Linked DNA regions of Gossypium hirsutum: region 2 is linked to region 1. A link is a contact called in public Hi-C data. All regions are on one chromosome and are shown on one strand. The core of a region is the stretch at or near the end of the contact, and the rest is flanking DNA. Distances in the headings are between cores, read along the strand shown.

Region 1 (5,138 bases), core at 1,644-4,143:
ATCTCAATTTGGCACTGTATACATACGGATAATTGATCTTCTCAGTCTTTGTTTCAGGGTGTAACTGACCCTATGCTTTACATAGGAATGCTATTTAGTATGTTTGCTTGGCACGTGGAGGATCATTATTTGTATAGGTAAAATGACATTAAACACTAAGTTCCTTTACAGTTGTTTTCTTTTAACTAATCCTTTAACCAATCCTTCTCCTATTCTTTTGTGGCAGCATTAATTATCATCACTGTGGGGCTTCGAAAACTTGGTATGGTATACCTGGTCATGCTGCTTCAAAATTTGAGAAGGTTGTCAAAGAACATGTGTACAGTAATGATATCCTATCTGCGGATGGTGAAGATGGAGCTTTTGATGTGCTTTTGGGTAAAACGACATTATTTCCTCCAAGTATTTTGTTGAAACATGATGTCTCTGTCTACAAGGCTGTGCAGAAGCCGGGAGAGTTTGTAATTACCTTTCCAAGGGCATATCATGCTGGATTTAGTCATGGTAAGGCATGTTTTACTTAATTTGTTCATATTTGCTCCCACAGAATTAATGAATATGTTCCTAACTTTAATCATTTAGGTTTCAACTGTGGTGAGGCTGTCAACTTTGCTATTGGTGATTGGTTTCCTTTAGGGGCTATAGCAAGCTTGCGTTATGCACATCTCAACAGGGCGCCTCTCCTTCCTCACGAGGAACTTCTGTGCAAAGAAGCAATGCTTCTCTATACAAGTTTAGAACTGGAAGATTTGGATTATTCACTGGCAGACTTGGCTGCTCATCATTGCATCAAGGTTTCATTTGTAAAACTAATGCGTTTCCTGCACCGGGCGCTTTGGTCTGTCATGAAATCAAGGGCATGCACTAGTATATCCCCAAACTATTATAGAACTATTGTCTGCACTTTATGCAAACGCGATTGTTATGTTGCTTTCATTAACTGCAGCTGTAATGGTCATCCTGTTTGCCTGCGACATGGTAGTCTTTCCCAGATCCTGCCTTGCTTTGGTAGTTTTCCCTTTGATATATAATTTTGTCTTATGATGAGCTAATTACCTTCTGCAGATATCAGGTCACTGCACTTCCCATGTGGGAGCTATCGTTATCTTTTCTTGAGGGATGATGTTGCAGAGATGGAGGCCGCTGCCAAGAAGTTTGAGCAAGATGATGCCATATCAAAAGAAATTGAGCAACAAATTGAAAATGGTGATGACTTGTATTTGTATCCACTGTCAAATAAGTTGCAGACTGATGTAGAGGATGGATACTTTCCATACTGTGAGATTAATGTTGTTTTGGGTCCTGATTTTGCCGCAATAAATACAATGGGTCAACCACTAGAACATATATCGTCTATGAACCATGGAAAATTTCAACCTGAGACTAATTTGGAGCAAGTCGGATCATCACCAAAAACTGTAAGTCTAGCTCTCTGCCTGCTGAGTCTCTTAATCTGAACATGAATCTTCTGCTCCTGCACTAAGTGTGCAACTGGTATATACTCAAAGCAGGTACAGAGGGTAGCTAACCAAGTAAGCGTTAATGGTGAAAGATTCCCTGAAGAAGTCTCAGAGAATACATATGAATTGTCTGTTTCCTGTTTGTCACGTGAAGATCATCGAAGTATCCATCAAGATAATGTTCATGACCCAGTGAGCAGGTCTATAGTGGATGAAAACAGTGATAGTTCCGATTCACCAATATTTAGGGTTAAACGTCCTTTCTCGAAGGTTGAGAAAAGATTTGGGAATGATACCATATCATCAAAGAACTCAGAACACCAGGTATAGTTTTAGCTTCCCATAGTTATATTTTGTCTGTTATAAAGTTACTATCTTAACTTTTGACTTATCATTGGGCCCATGGAAATTTAAGGTGCAATTATTAGACGTTAGGTAAGTCCAGGGGGAATGCCACACCTGAGTAGAACTGCGAACCTAAACTTTCACTCCCCTTCTGGAAAGGGCAAAACTGCTTCACACCGCTGATGGACTAAGGATTCAATCCAAAAAGGCCCTAGCTTAGGGCCTTTTTGGTAAATGTTTTGACTTGACAATATTTTTAATGATGAAAGACTTGGAGTTACATGATCTTTGTATTTTCATTTTAGAAAAAAAAAATTGGGAGGGGGCGGGAACTGAGTGGGATTTCACATTTTCTTGTTGTTGTTTAAATTTGCCCTTTTTGTTGATCGAAAAATTGTAGTCTTTGTGCATAAAATTAAAAAAAAAAAAGAAAAAACGAAATTGTAGTCTTTACTTTGTCACTGGCCGGTTTCTTTCTGTTTTGTAATTGTCATTTGTACGTTGGCCCCTACAATAGATTTACTTTAGAGAAAGCATCTCATCACTCATTTGCTGTTGCATTCCAGGGAAGTTTTTTGATGGTTTGTTAGAGGATGACAAGCTTTTGAATGACCATTAAATTAGTCTTAGCTATTAGTTATTTTCCCAATTTTTTAGCATTGTCTTCAAATTTTGACTATTCTGATATTGCTTTTTGTATTTTGCTTAATCAGTTCTTGCCTTGCTTATTCACTTTAATGGGACTTCAGTTATCTTGTCCTCATGCCTTTAATTCATATGGCAGGGGTTCAAACGATTAAAGAAACTTCAACATGAAGGAAGATGTGGGCGACCAGTGGCATATGCATCTGAATGCTGTAGAAACGACGAACCAAACCGCAATACAAATTGTAGTTCTGATTCTAAAGCTCTGGAGAATGCTGTGAAGGACAGACTTGGAAGAGGCACCCTTCCCATTCCCATTTCTATAAAATATAAGAAGATGGGCAGTGAGGCAGGAATGAGTAGCGGGCAGCGAGAGCACCACAGAAATGATAGGTTCCAGCAGGAGTTAGGAAAGAGCAAGAGGGATTCTCCTTCAGAGATGGGTCCAAAGCGCCTTAAAGTAAGAGGCCCAAGCCCAATACATCTAGGTTCAGAAAGCAGACTGGTTTGAAGTTATAGATGTGCAGAAACTGATCGCTGGTGATTGGGTCCCGACTCTGGAGATTGACTTGGCTAACTTCATTCCTTGTAAATGGGGATTCTAACAATAAAATTCCAAAGATATAGATGTGCAGAAACTGATGGCTGGTGATTGGGTCCTGACTCTGGAGCTTGACTTGGATGGGGGTTCTAACAATAAAATTCCAAATGACCGATTCAACTAAGGGATAGCAGCGGAAGATTAACCAAGCTTAGAACATTAATAGTTTTATTCTTTGTGCAGGCCTCCAAAACTGGGGCAAATTGCACGTCCTAGATGTGATTCTTATGGTTCTCACTCAGGCCCGGGGTGTTTTTCCTTCGATGGCTGGAGAACCAACCTTAATGCATCAAAAGCTGAAAAGTAGAATTCGGTTTAGTAAAATTTACGTTCGTAAATTTGTTCGCCACTCAAATCTTAATTCTTACCGAGGAAATTGGGCATTCCACAACCTCTAATTTTTAGAAGTCTTCTGCTTCCCCTACTAGGCTCTTTATTCGTTTTTCTGTAGCAATGTTGTACACTGCTTAAATAAAATGCAGAGTAATGCGGCCTTAATTTTTGTTTCTCAAATCATTACCTTACATTTCATTAATCCTATCTGTGTGAACCATGTTGTGTTATGAGTCCAGTCGTAGATGTTTCCTGGTCTTAATGATCTTTGTCCTGGATTATAAGATTGTGGGGCCAACTCCAAATTGGAAATTGACATAACACCATATAGCAGTTGGCAATGTCGGATGGGCCTGCAATGTTGGTGTTTTTTTAGCTTTGGGTGCACAAGCCAGCAACGACCTTTTTTTGCTGTTGTGGTTTGGAAACTATTGGGAAGCAAAAGGAGGAAGGGAGGAGTGTATTGTTAGTTTCATGGGGTCTAGAAATGGGTCTCCTCTGCGTTGAAGCAATTGTGTCAATGCTGGGGTCCTGTATGGACCACCGTCCTGTTTCCATAAGTAGCCCATTTCTAACAAGTCGAGACAATTCCATGGTTGCCACATCCTTTTTAATTCTATTCAGAAGCGCAAACGACGTAGCCATATTGTTTGTTCCATTCCTTGTTTGCTGATGTTGAGGTTTATAATCTTGTTTTGCTTTTCCAATGTTTCTGTTTTTTTCTTTAAATGTGAAATTTCCTTTTCATTATGTACGATTTATTGTCGTTTCAATGCGAGTCCGCAAAGTCCATGGTTTTTTACAATCAGCTAACGTATTATTGTTGTTGGGGGTTTAAAATAAGTCAATTTCGTATTGATATCTCAGAATGTAACAATCAATCGAAACGAAAAAAATAAAACAAAAAATTGTTTCAATGTAAATTTTGGTCGGTGAATCAGTTGGTAAAATACACAAAATATACCAGCATCAATATGTAGCATTACTGTCATGGTTTAAAACCTTATGTTTGATTGAAGTGAAAGCATGCTTGGAATTTGTCCGTGTTAGGAAGTATGAGATGGACGGGCCACAGATTTCAAGTTATGATTTTACGGGCCATAGAGACGGTGGCTTGGGCTATTCTTGGACATTTGAATCTGTTATTTTCTACTGTCCATTATCTTTATCACAAGAAGAAGGAAAAAATGATTTTGTACCCAAAGGAATAAAAAAGGAATACACAGAACAAAAAAGGAATGAATCTTGTGAACATCAGTGTCGTTTACTCAACTAAATCCAAAGAGATTCAGGGCCAACCCTTGAACAAGCAATCACCTTTTTTCACATTTTGTTTGTATTGTGATGACAGCAACCCTTAACAAAAATGGGCCCTGCTACCTAACCCACAGCATCACTCAGTTAAAGCGAAGCCGTGGAATTTAGAGCCCAATTCCCTCGATCCAATTTCTTTCAGTGTTGGAATATTCTTTGACTTCAATTGGGATTCATGTAAGAGGGAATAGAGCTTTTACCATTATGTAATTCACTTCTTATGTTCCAAAAGCATGACAAAATCGGAAGCTTCAATAACAACAACTTAAAACAAAATGTTTTCACTGTGGAAGTTCCATAATTGAAAACTAAGAATCTGGATATTAATTATTACAAATAAGGTGTATCGATTAGATGCTAATTGTTAGGTCCAAATAACATTTTAGGGTATTTAATTTGCCTTATTATCAATTTCTAGATGGGTAAATGAGATATTCATG
Region 2 (4,661 bases), core at 1,897-4,396, 41 kb before region 1:
CGGTTTACGCGTTAAAGGTCCTCCGTTTCGATCAAAACGCGGCTGTAATACGGCACCAGGTGGCATGTGAAGCTGAAATCCTGAAAAGGGTTGATTCACAATTCGTTGTGAAATGCCTCGCAGTGTTTGATACTATAGGGGGAGACCTGTGTTCGTTATGGAGCATATGGAGAAAGGATCCTTGTACGACGAGCTCCGAGTGAGGGTGAAATTGCCTGAGGATGTTGTTTCGGTGATTGCCCAAAGAGTTGTACGAGGGTTGCAGTATTTGCATGGAATGCAAATCGTTCATGGCGATATAAAACCATCAAATCTGTTGATAAACGGGAAAGGAGAGGTGAAGATTGCAGATTTTGGAGTGAGTAAGATTGTTGTTGGGACGCGGAACGCGTGTGAGGCGTGCATGGGTACGTGTGCTTACATGAGTCCTGAAAGGGTTGATCCAGAGAGGTGGGATGGGGGCAACGCCGATGGTTTCTCCGGTGATGTTTGGTCGCTAGGTGTGGTGCTATTAGAATGTTTGGTTGGCCATTATCCGTTGATTGGTCTCGGGGAAAAGCCTGATTGGGCAGCTTTGATATGTGCCATATGCTTGGGAGAGAGGTTGGAGATACCGGAGACGGCTTCGCCGGATTTTAGAAGCTTTGTTAGGAGGTGTTTGGAGAAAGATTGGAGAAAAAGAGGGTCGGTGGATGAGCTTCTTGGTCACCCTTTTGTAAATAGGATTTTGTGAGGTGGCTCTTGATTCTAATCAAGCAAGGACTTAAATGAATTGTGCTTTGCATTTGCACCATTGAGTTCCTTTCTTCAATTTTGCTAGAAAAACAAAAACTTTGTTTCCAGTTTTAGTTTTTCTCCTTCATAATGCGACCTTTCTGGGTTTCCAAGCATGTGAAGTTTGCCATTGTTGGAAATGGCTGGTAAATCATGTGCAGAGAAATTAAAAAAAAAAAACATATTTCCATTTTGTTGGAAATGACTGAAGGGTGAAATTAAGCAGCGAGATGGTGGCAAATGGTGAAATATTTGCTAAATTTAAAAACAAACAAACAAAACTCTACTCTTATTAACCCTTACAAAATGATATTACCAGTTGCATGCGGTTCCGATGTAAAAATCCCAGTAATTGTACCGGGCTATTAAAGAATTGGCCACATTGTAATTGCAGATTTCCACCCTGCTGCCTGTAACTATGAGCACCATGAATAGTAAAACCTTGCAGAGCTCTAAAATAAGGCCTTTCGGTAAGAAAGGTCAAAGCTGCACTGAACTCAACATTAAGCCTCGTATTCAAGATGCAACCCTGAGCTTTATGCATTATAAGCTTCTTTGGCAATATCCTAATCGAAGATTGATCCTCCTTTTCTTTACTGTAACTTAGAAACTGAATCGAATTCCACACCGCAATGGACTGTGCTACGTACATGATCATTTAAGGGGTTTTCAAATGTCAAAAATGGAAAGGCAAAACTGTCTTGTTTATCAATAACAGTCAAAAGTAAATACTTGTAATTCTTCACATGTGTGCATGATTTCATAGTGAAGTTCAGCAATGTACAGATATAATAAAGTTGTCTGAGTAAAGCCAATCTCTTAGCCGTGAAGTCCAGTCTCAAGAAATCTGAAATCATTTTTTCGGGGCTGTGCTACAGTTTTTTGTAAACTCCATCTGCTTCTGTAGAAACCCACCTGGTGGAATCCATAACATCGAATCAATAAATACGACTCCCCAAATATACAGGAAGCTAGAAAGACATACATATTGAAACCAAGAAGAGTTTGGTATGTCAAAGACAAGTCGCAAAAGAGATGTGGACAAACAACTATTTTTTCAAGACATTTAAGTTCCTTTTATCACTTCCTTTTTACTGGCAAACCGGATCTGATCTACAACAAAGAATAGAGAACAGAACGGCAAATAATGAGAACGATGGAGCTGTAGGTAAAGGTAAGGTATGGTCAGGTTAATGTAGGACCTTGAAAGAGGGAAACCACAACTGGAAAATGAATCAAATGATCCACGCATTAAGCGAACTTGAAGTTTACAGGGCCCGCATTATAACAGGACTTATATTTGATATACAGGAAGTAACAAAAGTGAGAACGCAAATTGGTGTGAAATGAATTGAAGGATTAACCTGGTCTTGATATCAGGTGGATGCGGGAACGAGGACCTTCAAACTTCCAGTTATCTTCATCCAATGATTTAACCTCTTCATTGAGTGCAGCCATCAAATCAGATTTTAAAACTGCAATGCAGAAGCAATAAGAATTTTCACTGAGAGGACCTATAGAATAAGCAGTAGGCTGCAACAGTAACTTGGCAAGTAAATTTTCACATATAGAAAGCATAAAGATGGACGAATTTTCTCTTCACATTCTTTCCATTGTGTTAGGACTTATCAAAGCAAAATTAATGTTAAAAACAATTAAAACCAAACCTGAAAACAATTTAATAAGTTTTCAAAGTAATCCTCCAATACAATCTCAAGAAACTTACAAGCATAAACCAAATAAATCAACCCATTGAATATAATGTCTGTAAGAATAATGAAACTGAAAAGAAGACATCAACTTTAGTATCATATATTTCATTATTTTGATGTCAACAACCCAAATTTATCCACTCAAAGCCTCATACAACAAGACCATAATCTTCCAATACTAAAGACATACAATAAAACCCAGAAAAAATCCCACAAACATAATTAAACCCTAAGTGTTAATGCAGAAATAAAATCACCCTAATGACTAAAAAGCACAAACTTTACACTAATAAATGCATATTATTCCAACTCCGAAGAGAAAGGAAGAAAACCAAAAGAGAAGAAAGAAACAAACCGAGCATGGCCTCATCTTTGCGGTCTTGAATGGATATAAGATCAGAAGGGAAATGGGTATCCTCCAAAGCAGCATTAGTACCACCACTTGCTCCTCCTCCTCCAACGATTGCTGTAGTTGATATTGATGAATTCGCTGGTGATGAACTATTCATTTTTCTTGTTTTTACCTTCTTTTGGATGAAAAAGGAAAAAAAGAAACTACCTTTCTCGAATGCTAGATTTACAGTTCAGTTCTCAAACTCTGTTCAGATGTTTGGAACTCGGAAGGTGTTGATTTGGGTTTTTGGGTCTTATTTGCAATATTTAAAATAGTAAATTGAATTTTCCTGCTTTTCCTTGTTTATGGGTTCTGGAATATGGAGCATATGGGCCTTATTTTAGCCCAATGCTATGCTATTTGATATAGATCTTCATCTTTTTTAAATTCAAAAGTTGTTTCTTTCCTGGTCCTGTAATCTGGGTTGCTCTTCCTCTTCCAAGATTGATCAAGTTGAGTCACTAAGAGCGTGGAGATTGATTGCTTTTTGAGGGGGGAATTAAAAGGAAAAATTTAAGTCAGCTCTCTCCTTTTGCCTCTCATGTTTATTTTCGTTATGAATAATCTGATTGTATGCTTTGCGTCTGCATCTTCTTTTTATGTAATTCAAATCTCTCTCTGTGTATTAATAGAGAACTAAAATTTGTTTTTTGGATCATTGTTCTTGTTCACAAAGAGAAACATTTTTAAACTATGGGAACTTATCCTTATTTATTGCAAGATCGATAGATTTATTAAATTATGCTTCAACCTTTCCAGAATTCATTCCTGTTTATATAAAGCGTTTAATTTAATAAGGAAATTTTATCATCATGAGATTTTCATGTAATTTCTCATCCACTTTGTTTCTTCCATTCAGTTACTCAATGTCAACCCTACAATATAATCGATTATGCTTTCATCTGAAACTGGCAATCTTGTGGATGCTCTTTTCTGGTGCTGTCTTTTGCATACATGTCTTCGCATCCACAACTGAGGTTAGTTGACATCATGTATGTTACTCGAACTCTTCATTTTGCTCGGAATAACCATGTCCTACGCATGAAATTTGTCTTGCTTGTGCCAAGTTTCGAAGAATTTGACATTCTTAGTTTTCAGGTAGAAACAAACTCAGATGCTGGGAAATTTATAATGAAATCTTATTTTGAAAATTATGAGAGCCTGCATGATTCAAGTTTTGAAGATTTTATGGCACATCTGTTGAAAAGTCAACAAAGGTAGGAAGCAACTTGTTAAAAAGGTTGAGCAAGTTGCACCGAATGTTGAAAAGTTGAAAGGGATAATTGCAATTTTGGTCCCTAATTTTTTAGGCCATTTGCAAGTTAGTCCCTGAACCTCAACTATAAATAGGCCTTTTCATTTTTCATTTCAACCATCCCAACCAATCTTTCTCTCTTAGTTTTCTCTCTTCTCCCATTTGAGAATTCTTAAAGAATTCTATTTGTTTGTAATACTTTGGAGATAGTAAAGTTATCATCTGGTGTTAGTGCCCGAGGACGTAGGTATAATTTACCGAACCTCGTTAAAACTCTTGTGTTCTTTCTTGTCCTATTTTTCTTTCAATATTTGAGGGTATAATAGTAGTATTTAATTGTGCTATTAAATTACTATAGAAGGGATATTCTGTCTAAGGAAAGACTTGGTATTTAAGAGATCCATGTGATCCACCTCTCTTCCCTGGGAATTGAACTTTGTGTGATTTTTTAGTACAATAATTTACACGCTTCCGACCCTATTGGAACAACAAGTGGTATCAGAGCCGAAGGTTAATCGTAGTATGC

The links. Hi-C and Micro-C count contacts between places; a contact is called where the count stands out from the background.
Region 2: a Hi-C map of leaf shows a contact between it and region 1, with 2.1 times the contacts expected there. The contact joins the promoter of LOC107946676 here to the enhancer-like site in region 1. A contact is called at or near these places in 3 of 34 Hi-C or Micro-C datasets (all in leaf).

The regions. Positions count from the first base shown.
Region 1 is chrD12:56,435,391-56,440,528 of Gossypium_hirsutum_v2.1, reverse strand. LOC107946671 (lysine-specific demethylase JMJ706) reads left to right here. Exons shown (of 11, transcript XM_041107296.1): 6 at 46-137; 7 at 227-504; 8 at 583-978; 9 at 1,066-1,418; 10 at 1,512-1,784; 11 at 2,590-3,564. The coding sequence ends at 2,961. Among protein-coding and RNA genes, the nearest start is that of LOC107946671, 6.6 kb to the left of the region's middle. Within about 2 kb of position 2,893, at least 8 of the 9 cell types and tissues checked have an H3K27ac peak or open chromatin away from gene starts, as enhancers often do. A contact at or near this core is called in leaf, where this site is marked.
Region 2 is chrD12:56,476,797-56,481,457 of Gossypium_hirsutum_v2.1, reverse strand. It overlaps LOC107946676 (protein SAMBA), which reads right to left and starts at 3,146. Exons shown (of 3, transcript XM_016881100.2): 1 at 2,842-3,146; 2 at 2,139-2,249; 3 at 1,378-1,689. The coding sequence starts at 2,995. The coding sequence ends at 1,628. LOC107946674 (phosphatidylinositol-glycan biosynthesis class X protein) reads left to right here and starts at 3,279. Exons shown (of 5, transcript XM_041107304.1): 1 at 3,279-3,397; 2 at 3,740-3,857. The coding sequence starts at 3,835. It also overlaps the pseudogene LOC107946675.